Regions from separate parts of the Xenopus laevis genome. Here region 1 is linked to region 2. Evidence: chromatin contacts called from public Hi-C data. All regions are on one chromosome and are shown on one strand. The core of a region is the stretch at or near the end of the contact, and the rest is flanking DNA. Distances in the headings are between cores, read along the strand shown. Region 1 has its middle 4.4 kb from the start of LOC503674. Region 2 has its middle 40 kb from the start of spint1.L.

The links. A called contact is a pair of places that touch in the nucleus more often than the background predicts.
Region 1: a Hi-C map of the XL177 cell line shows a contact between it and region 2, with 4 times the contacts expected there. The contact joins two enhancer-like sites. A contact is called at or near these places in 3 of 4 Hi-C or Micro-C datasets (the XL177 cell line, the XTC cell line and animal cap).

The regions. Positions count from the first base shown.
Region 1 is chr8L:108,592,687-108,600,542 of Xenopus_laevis_v10.1, forward strand. No RefSeq gene overlaps it. Among protein-coding and RNA genes, the nearest start is that of LOC503674, 4.4 kb to the left of the region's middle. Within about 2 kb of position 4,400, at least 2 of the 7 cell types and tissues checked have an H3K27ac peak or open chromatin away from gene starts, as enhancers often do. A contact at or near this core is called in animal cap, where this site is marked.
Region 2 is chr8L:108,529,635-108,537,425 of Xenopus_laevis_v10.1, forward strand. No RefSeq gene overlaps it. Among protein-coding and RNA genes, the nearest start is that of spint1.L, 40 kb to the left of the region's middle. Within about 2 kb of position 4,122, at least 1 of the 7 cell types and tissues checked has an H3K27ac peak or open chromatin away from gene starts, as enhancers often do. A contact at or near this core is called in animal cap, where this site is marked.

The sequences.
Region 1 (7,856 bases), core at 3,150-5,649, 63 kb after region 2:
ACCCGAGACATCTATTTTGAATGCAAGGTTGTGCGGTTTCGGCACAAATACATTTTAAAACAACCATAATAATTCATTTTTTATGCTTCTATCTTACTTATCTCTCCCTATACTTCCCATGCTATAGTGGTGTAAACAATAGAAGGCTTGGGCTTTTCAGATAGGGGGGTTTGCAGCTCTTTTGTGATCCATGTCCTGCTTTTTTAAATACAGGTATGAGACCTGTTATCCAGAATGCTGAGGATTTCAGGGTAACGGATCTTTCCATAATCTGAATCTTCATACCTTAAGTTCATGAAAACATAAAATAAACCCAATAGGCTGGTTTTGCGTCTAATAAGGATTAATTAGATCTTAGTTTGTATCAAGTATAAGGTTTTCTTTTATTATTACAGAAAAAAAGGGAATAATTTTATTTTAATTTATAATTTAATAATTATTTAAATAAAATGGAGTCTCTAGGAGAGACGTCCTTTCTGTAATTGAGAACTTTCTGGATAAAGGGTTTTCAGATAACGGATCCTATAATTGTATAGAGCCCCAGTTACAAAGTACGACAGGAATTACGTTTTTTAACGGAAGGTTTAAGAGTCACAGGTAAACGGAAATAATTACTACAACTTTTTTTCCAGAGAATATTACCCATTTCCTACATGTTCTCTTTTGCACAAGATCCTACTTCCTTTCTGGCACAAATGCAAAACAGTGACACCAACTCCAGCACATTAAAGCAAATATAAACCTCCCCCCCCCAAAAAAAATATATATACCTAATGAGAGAAAATGTTATTCTGTTATTCTAAGCAGCTTTACATACTGTATATATTTCATTGATACCTTATTTTTAAATGCAACTGTTATATTCTGCTATGTATATACTCGCTGCGGGAATCGAAGGACTTGGTTTCTGCTACATTGTTTCAATAGTCAGGACCAGCAGTGAAAAGCAAAAGACAGACACATACAACTTTCTGTAACAATTACATTTACAAATAATTGAAAAGTTAAATTTTCTTTTATTAGGTAAACATATATTTATTTACTGGTTTATATTCCCTTTATGCTTACTATTAAGAATTGAATAATAATTAGTTATTTAATATGGTATGCCTAGTGTTGCTCAGTGCTGAGGGTCATACTTATTTACCTCCAGCACCTCAGATAATAGCTGGTGAAACTGCCAGTTTCTGCGCCAGATATCAATTGCTAATCAGCAGCCAGAGGCAAGGGATGAATATTACTGCAATATACCCCATGTTAACTGTGGGTATGAATGCCCAAATATATATGCTGCCATAGTAGAAAAGGGGTTATATTGAAAAGGTAGCAGTTTTTGAATATAATTTGGCCACTGTAAGAGGGCATTTACATTTTTGTTGTTGTGATCAGAACAATCATGGCTTCTGTTTACTGAACGTTTACCAAAACATAAATTGAGCCCTGTTTATGAATAGAGCATGGATTTCCTTTAAAGGGCAGGTCTGGCTCTGTTCATTTGCATTCTGTTTGGCACAAATGATGGTTTCACTTGCACTATTTTCTCTCCCTGGACTTCATGTAGAGGCAACTCCCTCCATTCAAATGTGGCTCAGGCAGCAGAAGTTTCACCCCAAACAAAGGAGTTTTCATGGGAACCCTGGGTGGCTGTCTTCTGCTTAACTCCCTAATGTTGCTTTTACTAAGAAAGCAAACCCAGGGGTGAGCCAAGACCCAGTGCTGCCCAGGCAGAGTTCTGCATTGCTATTATTCAGTAGGAACCCAGATGAAGTAAATGGATGCTTATATTAGTCAATACCCACCAACTGGCACTCTATATATCTGTCGTCTGTCTCTATAATTACACCCCTTATGACTTATTATATGCACAGAATGTATCTTCTTTGCACATTCTCCATTGACCCAAAATAAGAGCACCCCTAGTAGTCTCACATGCTTGCAGTGTAGGGCAGTATGGCCTCTCCCATGCATATGTATAAATTACAATAAGAATGGCTCTACAATAACATCATAATAATAATGGATGAATAATCATAACAGGAGAAGTAATGGCAACACATCCAAAAGTAGAGCCAAACTGTTAAATGTGACCCCCACCCCCAGTTGTATTGAACTAAAACTCTTAGCACCCCCTCACAGCCAAACAACGTTGTAGAGATAATCACTGTGCAGGGACAAGAGAAATAAACTTTACAACTTGGGCTATAAGTAAGTCATTATAGAACAAAACAAAGAACAAATTGGCCCAAGGTAGGAGAGTGGGAGGGTAAGATGGCTCCTATCTGCCGTTCACATAGATGAGAGTGACTGTGAGAACCTGCAATGACTGCCCATAAATCCACCTAAACTTTAGCTTTAGCTTAGCAAAGGAGAAACCCAGCCCGTTAATGAACAACATCTCAGTTGAAGGGCCCAGTATAAACTGTATATTTGAATTGCTGCAGAAAAAAGGCAGTGGTTTGTATAAGGGGCAGATTTATCAAGGGGCGAATTGAAAAATCTAATTTTCGAATTCGAATTTTATTAAGTTTATTTTTAGTGTAATTCGACTAGGGAATAGTCCAAATTCGATTTGAGTTTAAAAAAAAATTCAAAATTTGAATTGTGAAATGTATCATTTACTTCAAATTTGACTATTCGCCATCCAATACCTGCCAAATTTGTGTTTCAGCCTATGGGGGACCTCCTACAATCAATTTGGAGTTGTTTGGTGGACTTTTGAAAATATATATTTTTTTAAATAACTTGAATTGAATTCGATTCGAGTTTGCAGGTAGATCCTATTTACCCAAATTTAAAAATTATCTTTTTTTTATAAATTTAAATTGGTTGGTTTTTTCCGAATTTCGAGTTTATGGGAGTTTTTAGAAACTCAACCCTTGATAAATCAGCCCATAATTGTCGATCTGACTGCAAAAGACACATGGATGTTGCTATTGCACGTCCATATGCTTAACCTGTACCCCAGTCATTTAGGAATAATGGGTAACAGGGTATGGACACATGGGTGGTTGTAGGCGCAGCTGAAATGGGAAGCATTGGACATATGGGGGGATTTGGGAGTTATAGATAATATTACTGCAAATTGCACTTTATGTGGGTGCCAAGACTTGGGTCAAATCAAAAAAGAGAGGGTGCAATGTCTGCCTGTGTCTGATGCAGAACTTGGGAGCAACACCCTGGTTTATTGTTAGTTGCACATTTCTTGCACCCAAACAGTTATGGGGAGGGCACAGAATGTAAAGCCGTGCTTGGCACTGTTATCACTTGAGAATGTGAGAATGTGAGGTGTGCAGTGACATGCTGCAGCTGCTCCTTATCTGACTGCGAGTGACGAAGAAGTTAATATTAGGGTTCCTTTTGGCACTCACAGATGTTGCAGCTCCTATCAACACTCCTGCAGTTCTTTGAACAATCTCACTCTCAAATTGCAAGAAGCTGAGTTGGTTGCTCAAAATGGAAGAGCAGTCTGGCAATGACCCACACTGGCACGTGTTTGTAGCTTTCAGCAAACCCTGACTGGCATAAAGTTTCAGTTGGATCAGTGCAATCTGAGCAGTTTGGCCCACTGGGGTGTGTGAGTGTGGTCACACTGTATAATATTCAATTAATGTCCCATTAATACACCATGTATAAATATTAATGATTGCTAAGTGTGCCCATCAAAATGGCACACACAACACAAGCCAACATTTTCAAGTGCTGTTTGCTGGTTTATGAGTTGTGCCTACTGGTGCATAAGGCACAAAAAGTATCATGTTCTGGCACAATGGTACCTACCACAAAAACAGGGCTCTCTTTGTGTGTTCCACCTATTATAGCTTGACGTTGCGCCAACTGAATCACATACAATTGATAGGAGTATGAGTACATACCCAGGACGCACCCCAGGCACCCCAAGTTGCCTCCATCTGCCATCAGTTTGTCTCTTTATTATCTTGCACAAAAAATATTTGCCGGATCGTGCCAGCCAAAGTTATGCTGGAATTCTGGGTAAGAATTATGCCATTTCCTTGTACTTTGTACTTTGAAAATGATATTCTGCAGACTGTATAAAAACAATACAGAAGGGGCCACATCGTCCTTCCACCCCTCTGAGTTCATCTTTCAGTTTTTACACATTCACTTTAATATTGAAATGTAAAACGACTTCCTCTGAAGCCTTATTTCCACATTTTAGCTATTAAACAGCAAACACACAGCGAAGGTGCTAATTGTTTATGTTCTTCCTGAAATAAAATACAATGTCTGAAAAGAAAGGAGCCTAATTGGTAGCTGGTATATTTCACACCTGGATCTTCCCTGGATCTAGGGATGGACGTGAAAACCCTCACCTCAGGCAAAGGAAAAAGAAAAAGACTCTGTGTGTGTTCCTTACAAACGGTATTAGCATGCTGGATATGTGTACAGCAGCCCACCAGGCTTAGCTATAGTTCCTGCCAAGAGAACAAGAGTAAAGGCCTGGCAGGTCACACATGCTGAGTTGCAGGATATCTGATCATCTGTCCCACTGGATTATTGGACTACTGAATTTATCTGTAGCAATATCTGGCTGGACTGTCTACTTTTAAGTGGACATGATCCTTATATGGAAGCTAATCACCCACTTTTTCCTTTCCAGATAGATGGGTCTGTTGAGTCACACTGGTTGCATATTTGGTTAAATCTGCGGATATAAAATAAAGGATATCCATGTGTATTAGGTGACTGATGCAATATTGGGCACCATTGCACCATTGGTCATTAAAGAGGTGTGTCCTCATCCTCCTTCGAATAACCTGTTCCCCTGTCAGTATCAGTAATCAGACAAACTGTTTAGGGGTGCAGGTTTGTTGCAATCACCAAAAGTACGACTGTTGTGATGTGTATGGCCAAACAGCAGTATACAAGCATGCATACAGCAAACTGATTGGTCGTTAAATCTATATTGAAGAACATATCTGGGTCAGCCAATAATTCTAAATATTTGTATATGGCACAGTCAGTGTTTTGACAACTACCTCACAAAAAAATCAGCTATTCTTCCCAGTTGCTTTCCCTAAAATTGAATGGTAATTTGATCAGAACCTACTACTCGCTCAATCGAAAATTCAGGTGTCTTGTGAACCCTCAATGGAAAGTGATGGGGGGCAGTAGCATGGGTTTGCCCATCAATATGAACTAAATGTGTATTTCCAAAGGGAAAAGATTGCTCACTGTAGTTTGCTGGAGCAAAATATCACAGGCCTCTATAAAAGGAATTATTTAATGAATGTGTGAGCTCTTTCTTCCCCCTTTTTGATAAATATGCTTGCTATTGGTAGGAAAATATTACCAAGTTGTACATTGTCATATTAAACCTACAAAGGGACATACAGACTATCAGGACTGAGTGAAAGCCATTGTGTCTTTGTTCACTGTATTTAATGGAATTTTATTACAAGCTCTTATCTGTCTGGATAATTCGCTATCTGGTTAAATGAATCCCCATGATTGTTTACACTGAAACACTTACTAAAGATTAAAAGATAAGACAGAATCATCCTTTATCTGTTAATGAGTGACAGTTGCATGGGCACCTCCATAGGGATACTGAGTACTGACGGAACTGGCTCCCTGTATCCTAGAAGACGATATTACGGGACAATGGATAATTACCTTTGCGATGATTATCGGTGTCTCCGCTAGTTTATCTGCACCCATCGTTCAAGGCAGTTGGCCAAACACAGAAAGCAATAGAAAAGTGGCCATACATGTGCATAGTATCCATCCATTCAGCCTATGAGTAACATACAGGTCAGCCAGTAAAGGTCTTTATAGGACACACAAAAGCAAGTACCTCTTTAAAAGACAGGCATACAGGCATCAGTGGGCATGATCTTTCTTCTGCTGTGGCATGGAGGAGAGTGTTTTTGTGCAATAACAACCACCATGTGCTGTACTCACAAGTGTCTTCTGGGATTTCCAAAGATATATATAAATATTTATATATCAACTTCAAAGTGGAACAGCACACCGATTTCCTTAAATACGTGAATTTTTATTCAATCATCACTTGTGCATCCACCGTTTTGGCCCACATTGGGGCCTTTATCAAGGATGAAATAATATATATTATAGATATAACACATTAACTTTGGTAGTAACAATCGAACACAACACAGAGCTGCCTAAGTCACACTTTCCTGTGGGAACCATGTCTTGCTGCCCCTAGTTGTTGGTCAGTGGGTTGTGTTATAAGCAAGGTAAGGGCAAGGGCTTATTGGCTCCACTGCTCCATATTTGTTTCAGGCTGAGAGAAGCAGATCCGCTCTATCGCCCACCTCAATTGATTTGAATTAGATCCACATGTGTGTACTATGATACTATGGTGATAGGCTTTCCTCCACTATAGAAATAAAAATAACACTAGATTATTTAAAAAAATAAAATTTCCTGCATTACTTCACTGGCACCCAATTTGGAACAGACAATTTTAGAACCAAGCTTGCTGTCTGTTTGTGCATTTGAACCACTTATAATGGTTAAGGCTAGTCAGTAGCTAAACTAGTTGGCACTGGGCCCAGCTGCCTAAAAGTTTTCAGAGGGGCCGGCGAACAGCGACTCCTACACGGCCCACTGCCCATGTCCCCAGCTCCCCACCTGCAGATAGGAAAGCAACTGGGGAGGGGGAATTTAGTTCCAGGCCTCACCCTTCTATAGTTACACCAGTAGCCATACATGCCCAGATTTGGTTGGGTGGTTTCCATAATTTCAACTATATTGTCCAGGCATTTGGTGCATTTATGGGAAATCAGGGGATTAGATAGATAATCCTGAAATCCTGATAGATTGAGAATTATCAATCACACAACTGAAGATTCTACAAGAATGTTATAGATGACCTTGCTCATTAGAATCCCATTTGTTCCATGGAGATGATGCAAGAATCCTGAATTTCATAAACAGAATCCCAGTTGTTACTTGCTTCATCCTGATAAAATGCTGCTATTTTATACACAGAGAATATTTCAGACAGGCTGATTCTGACAGTCTATAATTCAGAGGCTCGAGATACTGGAACATTAAGTGCCATGCCCAAAGCTCTAAGTAATTCACATGAGAATCAAAACCATGTTTTCCCAGAGTAAGAGACACATGTGCCATGAACACTGCTCTGCCTTTTACCCTTTATCTAATGTCCTATTTATTTCCCCTTCAGTTTTTGTGCGCAGAATAATAAATATATTCAAGATATTCTGCTTTTTCTGTATATTGAAGGTTTGAAGACAACTGGGATTCTGCGCTATCATGCCACCGAGAATACTTTTTCAAGGGATCCCTCTGTAATTTATTCCATATCTAAATTGCTATGCTTTTGTCTGTTTAAAGGTGCTTTGCTGACCTCTAGGGGTACACTTTATAATACAATACAATATTAGCAATTAAAAGGCACGGTTAAAGTACAAAAAAATAATAAATATGTTACATAAGCAGTGCTGTTCATTTTTACTGCACTTATATTAACCAAAAGCGGTCACTTCCCACAAAGAGCTTACCTACAAAATGTTGGGTAACTAACTGATAAAATGCAAAAAGGAAAAGGTTGTGGAAGCACTCCATGGCTTAATACTAAGTATTTAGCCATACAGTGCTCCACCACCTTTTTCCTTTTTGCATTTTGTATTGTAGCCGATCGATTCTGTTTGGAAGTTTACCAGTTATGCTGCAGGCCTGGCTTCCATGTGGTTGTAGCACCCCCATACCCATCCCTTCAAATGGTGGAACAATTCCTTTGGAAATGGGTGTTGGTCTGGGCAGTTTCTCTCTCTATTAAAAGCCGCAAGCGGGGGAGGATTAATCTCATGGAACCAATGCTGGGGTCTAGGTTATCTCTCCCC
Region 2 (7,791 bases), core at 2,872-5,371:
AAATACAAGGAAGCAGACACCCTTGCCAGAGAATGGGAATTACCCCAACATTTCAGCGTAAAGCCTTTCTCAAGGGGAATTCTTATCCAGAACACCCCTGCTCCCAAGCATTCTGGATAACAGGTCCCATACCTGGCTCTGGTAAATCATAACAGAATCTGTGTAGACAATGACTTTAATTAGCCAACCCAAATACAAATTTCACCCTCTGTCTGTGTTGAACCCACATGTTCTGGAAAGGAATAAATCACCAGACACAGGAGTAGGTTGGATTTCACCAATACTATAACTAGTGAAGAAAGATAACACAGAAAGGAATGTTTTCCCCCAAAAAAGTGGCAACCCTACGTGTGGGCAGTCAGCTCTTTTATTAGAAAAGTCACAAAGCGGGAATCAAGCTGTTTGGAAGGAAATGACAACTTCCTAAACTTCCTCACAAAGCCACCTACATGCTAAAAGCTCTCTTAATAGACTTTTCTGTTTAACAGCTCTATATCCTTAAACCTCTATCGTTATCCACTAATTTTATTAGAGAGTTTCACACTCTTTAATGCTTTGTTGACCTTTGAGAAGTGTTTCACCAGCATCCAAACACTTTTGATTGCTGTGAATGAAAAAGGATATGTAAACCCTGAAAATAGCTCCATGTAAAATTCTGAGTGTTCTAAGCACTTTTGCAAGTTACATAATTTTTTGTTTTCAAAATATGGGCAATTTTAGATACAGGTATGGGACCTGTTTTCCAGAATGTTCAGGACCTGGGGTTTTCCGATAACAAATCTGTAACATACTTGTCAGATGGGAAGCTTAGAAGCCATGAGTATACTCAGATGCACAGGGCACCCCTGTGGATTCCGGTGTTCCCCAACGCCCTCACCCCCCAGGCTTTCTGCTGCGGAATCTACAAGGAGTAGTGCGTAAATAGTAACAAGTCCTAAATGAGGTACCGGCAAGGATTAAGCGAGGAGTAGTCGAAGATCAGGCGAAAAGGTTCAAGGCATGCGGCAGGAGTCAAAAATCAGGCAGGAGTAAAAACAACAGGAATTCAAACACAGTATAACGCTTATGCAGGATCTGTAAACAGAAGCCAGCTCTCTTTTAAGCAGAGATGCCGCATGATGACGTCATGACTCTCCATGACGTTCGCGGACGTTGGACACCTGCGACGACCGAGTCCGTGCATCAGATGCGCATGCGCAGTGGGACCTGAAAATGGATGCGCCGAAAGGTAAGGGAAGGCGCTGATCTCCCGGTGCGTCTTACAAAATTTTTCCATAATTTGGATCTCCATACCTTAAGTCTACTAGACAGTCATGTAAACATGAAATAAACCCTACTATCCAGAATACTTGGGACCTGGGGGTTAAATAAACCCAATAGGCTGTTTTTTGCTTCCAATAAGGATTCATGATATCTTAGTTGGGATCAAGTACAAGGTACTGTAGAAAAATAACATAATTTTTTTAAAAAAATCTGGATTATTTGAATGAAATGAATCCAGGTTTCTGGATAACGGATCCCATCCCATATTAGATATATAGTTATCATATAGGATCCGTAAGAGAATACCTGTTACACACCGGGCCCACAAGGGATTTCTCCAAGTACCACTGTTGCTGTATTTTGCTGTATCAACTCATCCTGATTAGACATTAGTTGCTCTGATGGCTGGTCCAAGGCCCAACACACAACCTCCCATGTGGTTAGTCTTACTTCAATTACAAAGAGACTGGATCACTTTTATAAATACAGTTTCTCTTCCGTTTATTTTCCATTTTGGATTAAATAGGTTATACACGGTGCCTTTCAAAAGGATTCATACCCATCACCAGTTATGAATACTACACTGAAACATTAATAAAAATGGTATAGTTGCCTACAGGGTTGTGTATCCATGGGGGGGGGGATACATGGTAGTTATCAGATACATTCTGAAGAATCCCATTGTATACTACAGAGCTTATCTGTTATCTGCTGTGTATCCTGTACCTTTTCTCCTTTATCAGCTTTGAATGACTGCCCCCATGACTACACAGCAGCTTGTTTATATAAACTATAGAAAATATTCTGAAGCAAACACCCCACTTTTTCAAGGCAACACTACATTATATTTTCATTAATTGAATACACTATCATTTATGTGTGTTACTGTTCCTTCAAACTACCACTTCTTATAGCCAGAAAAGCCCTCTGAGATTTTCGATCTCTTTCTCAAGCAGAACAACCTCAAATAAAGTCTTCCTTCTGAACATATTCTCTTTGTCTGTACAGTTGGAAGAACAGACCACTGGGTGATGCTGTTGTTACAAAATTCATCAGATTAGCAATTTATAGATCTGAAATGAATAGAAAAATCATAATTGGTGTACATTTTGCTTTGTTTTATGTCCTAAGTTTCCCTGACACTTTTGCTATGAACACTATGGACAACTTGTCCTACATGCAATTGTTTTTGCAATATGAAAACCCCTTATTTCTTAATTCTTTCTTTTCTTTAAGGTCAGGGCACAAGGCAGATTCGGGGAGATCAGTCGCCTGGCGACAAATCTTCTCTTCTTCGGGGGGACTAATCTCCCCAAACTGCCTCCCTTCCTTCGCACCGGCGATTTACATTTTAGCCAGTGGGAAGGCAGGAGAGGCAGTTCAGAGAGATTAGTCGCCCGAAGAAGAAGATATTTGTTGCCGGGCGACTAATATCCCCTAATTTGACTGTGTGCCCTGACCCTAAGCATAACTAGTCATTTAATATTACAGTGGTATCTATGTACAATATTTGTTTTTCTCCCTACTATAGACAATAACCCCCAATCTATACATAGAGGGGTTCATACTTACCCTAGAGATGCAGGAGTGCTAAGGGATGCAAGAATGTTGTTTAAAAATTCTCCCAGTATTCTGTGATCCCTGCTTCATTTATTATGATAATGTTAAAAATGTTATGTTTCACATTTTGTTATGTTTTGTGTTTTGTTTCAGGTTTTGCGTCATGTTTCATATTGTGTTTCCTGTTTTGTATTTCGCTTTATTCTTTACATTTTGTTTTATGACCTAGAAACATTACAACCTAAACGGCTGAAAGTGTTATATAACAACAGCGACAGGTGCTGGTCAGTTGGGTTGACTTTCTACAGTCAGGGAAAATAATTAAAAATTCAGGGAAATGAGCAAGTGAAGAGGCGGCACAGTTCCTTTTCATGTCGACGGCGACGGGGGGCCGGAGGGGGCCTTGAGGCAGCGGCCCCAGTGGGCCCCCCAGTCCAAACCTGTACTTGATCCAGACTAAGATATAATTAACCTTTATTGAAGGCAAAACAATCCTATTTGATTTACTCTGAGGAAGTGCTCAAGGTATAGGCATAAAACGCGCTAGTCTGCACACCCATTGCTGAGTTACAATTATTATGCGTGCTTCAATAAAGCCAAGTTGCTATTAATTTGACTGCTCTCCAAGAATGTTTAGATCAGCACTTACAAGCGAGTGAGACTGTGTAGTTATTTAATGTTTAAATGATTTTTTTTAGCAGACTTGGATCCAAATTATGGAAAGACCCCTTATCAGGAAAACTCCAGCTCCCGAACATTCAGGATAACAGGTCCCATACCTGTGCAATAAAACTGGGATGAACCAAAGGGGCTGCCAGGTGGTAGTGGGGTTTGTAGTTATACAGTACTAGAAGGGCTGCAGGTTACCAACCAGGGGCGTAACTACAGAGTAAGCAGACCCTGCGGCTGCAGGGGGGCCAGGAGGTTTAGGGGCCCCATGAGGCCCTAATTTGTATACAATTTCAGTAAATATTGGTAAAACATCTAGACATTTTGGGGGCCTGAAAAAGGATTTTCTGTGTAATATCTAGTTACGCTATTGTCACTAACTCTACACTAGACCTGCTCATACAATGACATATTTTTCCATAGCAATGACAAATGGAAATATTGTGACTCCCCGTCAGTGTGCTGCGGTTTTCTGGCGCCAGGTATAGCAAGTCAACTGGTCTGCACTGGAGTCTGTCTCTTGTACTTCTTTGTACCTGTAACTTTGCTCAAGTCTGGGGTGCAATGTATTCTTAGCAATGAGTCATGCGTTTCAGCTTTGTTTTTCTCCCTGTCAGTGTTTGTAACTCCTTTGTTTTGTACAGGCCTTCACATGGGACACGGCTTTTGTTCCTTCTGGCCCATAACATTACAGCATGAGTACAGTTCTACACTTCACTGCTTATGGCTTTGTAACATTCCTCAATACGGGTCATTTAAATGTTGCGGGACTAAATACAAAACTTGTAGCTACTTCCATTTTCAGCAGCAGACTTGCGGCTATTTGGCTTAATTGGGGGAAATAGGGAAAAAAAGCATTTTCCTGTGATTAATGATGTAGTTTGCCTATAACTTAAATTGTGCTATGATATACACAATGATATCCTCAGGCAATTTGCAATTGGTGATCATTTTTTATTTGTTATGGTTTACAGTTAACCCTAGCAACCAGGCAGTGGTTTGAACAAGAGACAGGAATATGAATAGAAAAGGGTCTGCACAGAAAGATAATACAAAGTAACAATAACAGTAAAATTGTAGCCCAGGGTCGGACTGGGGGGTCTGGGGCCCACTGCCCCCCGGGCCCCCTTCTCCCTCCTTCATTTCATCTTGTTGAGGCCACTATCAGGGCTGGGGGGTAAGGGTGCAGCACCCAGAGCGGGGAAATTTCCCGGTGCCCCACTGGCCCAGTCCGACCCTGTTGTAGCCTCACACAGCAATAGTTTTTGTCTGCCAGGGTCTAAAACTATAAAAAAATAAACAATGAAAATAAATTTCAAGGTTGCTAGGAATAGGGCATTCTATAACATACTAAAATTTAACTTAAAGGTGAACTACCCCTTTAAGCAGGATTGCATCAAGTAATATGTTTTCAGGAGTTTTTTCAGTTGTCGTACAGATATACTGCGGGTAACACATCTCCTTGTTTGCCAGTGCCTTATATGACAGGTGCCTTGTTTATCTCATATTGTTTGGGAATATTAAGCACAAATTCCACAAGGGGCACAGTTAAGGTGGCCATACACGGGCAGATAAAGCGGCCGATATTGGTCCTTTAGACCAATTTATCTGCCCATGTATGGGGGCTTCCCACGGGTCTTCCAAATCGATATATCTGGTCACAATATTGATCGGGAAGGTTTCATTTTTCCACCAACCGACCCGTCGGAGCTCATTGCTCTTCGTTGTAATCCGATCGTTCGGCCCTAGGGCCAGATGTTCGGATTACCCCAATATGGCCCTGCTGTTGGTGGGCATATCGGGGAAAGATCCGCTCGTTTGGCAATGTCGCCAGACAAGCGGATTTCCTTATGTATGGCCATCTTAACACCTGATATTGGACTCCCCGTCTGGCTATCCCATGCTTCCCAAGCGGTAGGGTTAGATCCTTTGTTGGGGCAGAGCAGTGGCTGCAGGCTCTAGTCTGACAGTCAGGATAAGGATACCTGGGACAGTTTTGGGTCACTGGTGCAGGGTGACTGTAATCACAAATTATTATGTATGTTTTTTAAGATAACCTGGGCATATTTATCAAACAGTGAAACTAGGGTTCACCACATTTTCCACTGATCCACTGCTCACTTGTATATGATTTTTAGAGACATGTTTATAAAGAGCTGAAACCAGAATGAGCATAAATCAACATACTGACAGCTCTGCACAGTCACCACCCATCAGAATACAGATAAATATACAGCAACTCCACCGTCACCCATGCAGATCAGCATACTAACCCAGACCTACACAAACATATACACCTTGCTACCTACTTACCTATTGTGACACACTCCCACTTTCATTCACAAGTATATAAATGCCCTAATCCTCCCACATAAAGAACAAGGAAATACAATGATTTTAGAATAAACTGATACTGATATACTGTGCAAACTTCCTTGTTGCTTCACCTGGCTCCAACTGCTCTGAGCAGAGGTTAACTATTTCTTCAATAAGCTTTTGTACCAAGCAGCTCCAGACTGAGATTTAAAATAGCTCCTGCCTTTTTAAGTACTCAGGGGCCCAATAAATAGTGACTGTCTACGACTTCTTACAGCAGCCCCTCTGACATTTGCCAGAACCCACAGATTGTTGCCTGCCATTAGACTTAAGGTGGCCATTCACATAGAGATCTGCTTGTTTGGTGATTTAGCCAAATGAGCGGATCTCTCCACAATATGCCCACATTGAGGTGGGCGATATCGGGCTGATCCAATCGTGGGCCCTAGGGCCCAACAATCAGATCATAATTTATGGATTACAGACAGACAGATGCGGCCCGCGTTCTGACGAGATTTTTAAGAGATTGGATCTTCATATCTTAAGTCTACTAGAAAATCATTAAATAAACCCAAATAGGCTGCTTTTTGCTTTCAATAAGGATTAATTATATCTTAGTTGGGATCAAGTACAAGCTACTGATGTTTAATTATTAAAGAGAAAAAGGAAATCTACTGTGGGGGCTGTTCCGTTTCCTCTGGATCAGAATTCTGATTCTGATTTGAATTCAGATTCTGTCAGATGACTAGCGAAATGTCTACAAATAAAAAGGAAAAACACAGCAAGTCCAGTTGATTTGACTTATTACTATAGATATAGCATGACCTGCATGAATGAGAACCTTCACAGACATATTTACCCAATTTACTATGTAGCAATCTAATTGTGACACAACAATTTCCTAGAGGCTGTAGGGAAACAGATGACTCTAAACAGCTGCTAGTGAGTAAATCAGGTCAGGCGGCACTTGCTGAAGGGTCTAAGTCTCACCTTGTGCAGCTGAATACACTATTCTGCCATTCTTATTGCTCCTACCTTGACCTTACGTGGCCCATGCAGCAGCTGCAGCGCAACACTCACACCCCCAGATGCTGCACAACATCAGACTCCAAACTCCATCCCAACCACCTGTCTCACTGCCTAATTGTTTCCTAATTCACTATTCCTGCCTAACAGACAGGGGACTATGTAGCACCTCAAAAAAAGGAAATGGGAATATAGTATAGACATCAATAGACATCATGTATTTTCTATTTATTTGCAGCAGGATCTCTAAATCTGAGACATTCATCTGTGTCTGAAGCAATGCATACTATTGAGAAATTTATATTTAGGTTACATGATCTGCCCACTGAAATACAATGAATATTTACTAGTCATTTCGCTTCCTCCCTGTCATAAAACCCTATTAAATAGATAAAGAAACTGGCCTGTTTTTTTTTTATTATAATTTTTATAATTAAATGAATTTGTTTACACCCACACATTTCCCATTGCTTATAAATCTCGAAACAATGAATACTGATTAACACTGGTTTGGAATAAAAAAAACAATATAATAACCACAAGTGTAGTGGTCTAAGTGCAATCACTATATATTTTACCCACCCCCCGCCAATTCCAGAGTAATAGCAGTTGCCAGGGGGTGATGCACCCAGCTTAATTGGGGCAATACATAAAAACCAACACATTTGTGTTGCACTTTGATATACATTAGATGCAATTGCACTACAAATTGTATAAGTCCAGTTAGTGTAATTATCAGTGTATAAAGTACAGAATGATATTTCATGACATTTTGCAACTTGTTTTCATTTTTATTTGTGGTTTTTGAATTATTTCGCTTTTTATTCAGCTGCTCTCCAGTTTGCAATTTCAGCAACCTCCAAATTACCTTAGCAACCATTGATTTGCATAAGAGAATGGAATATGAATAGGAGAGGGTCTGACTAGAAAGATGAGTAATAAAAAGTAGCAATAACG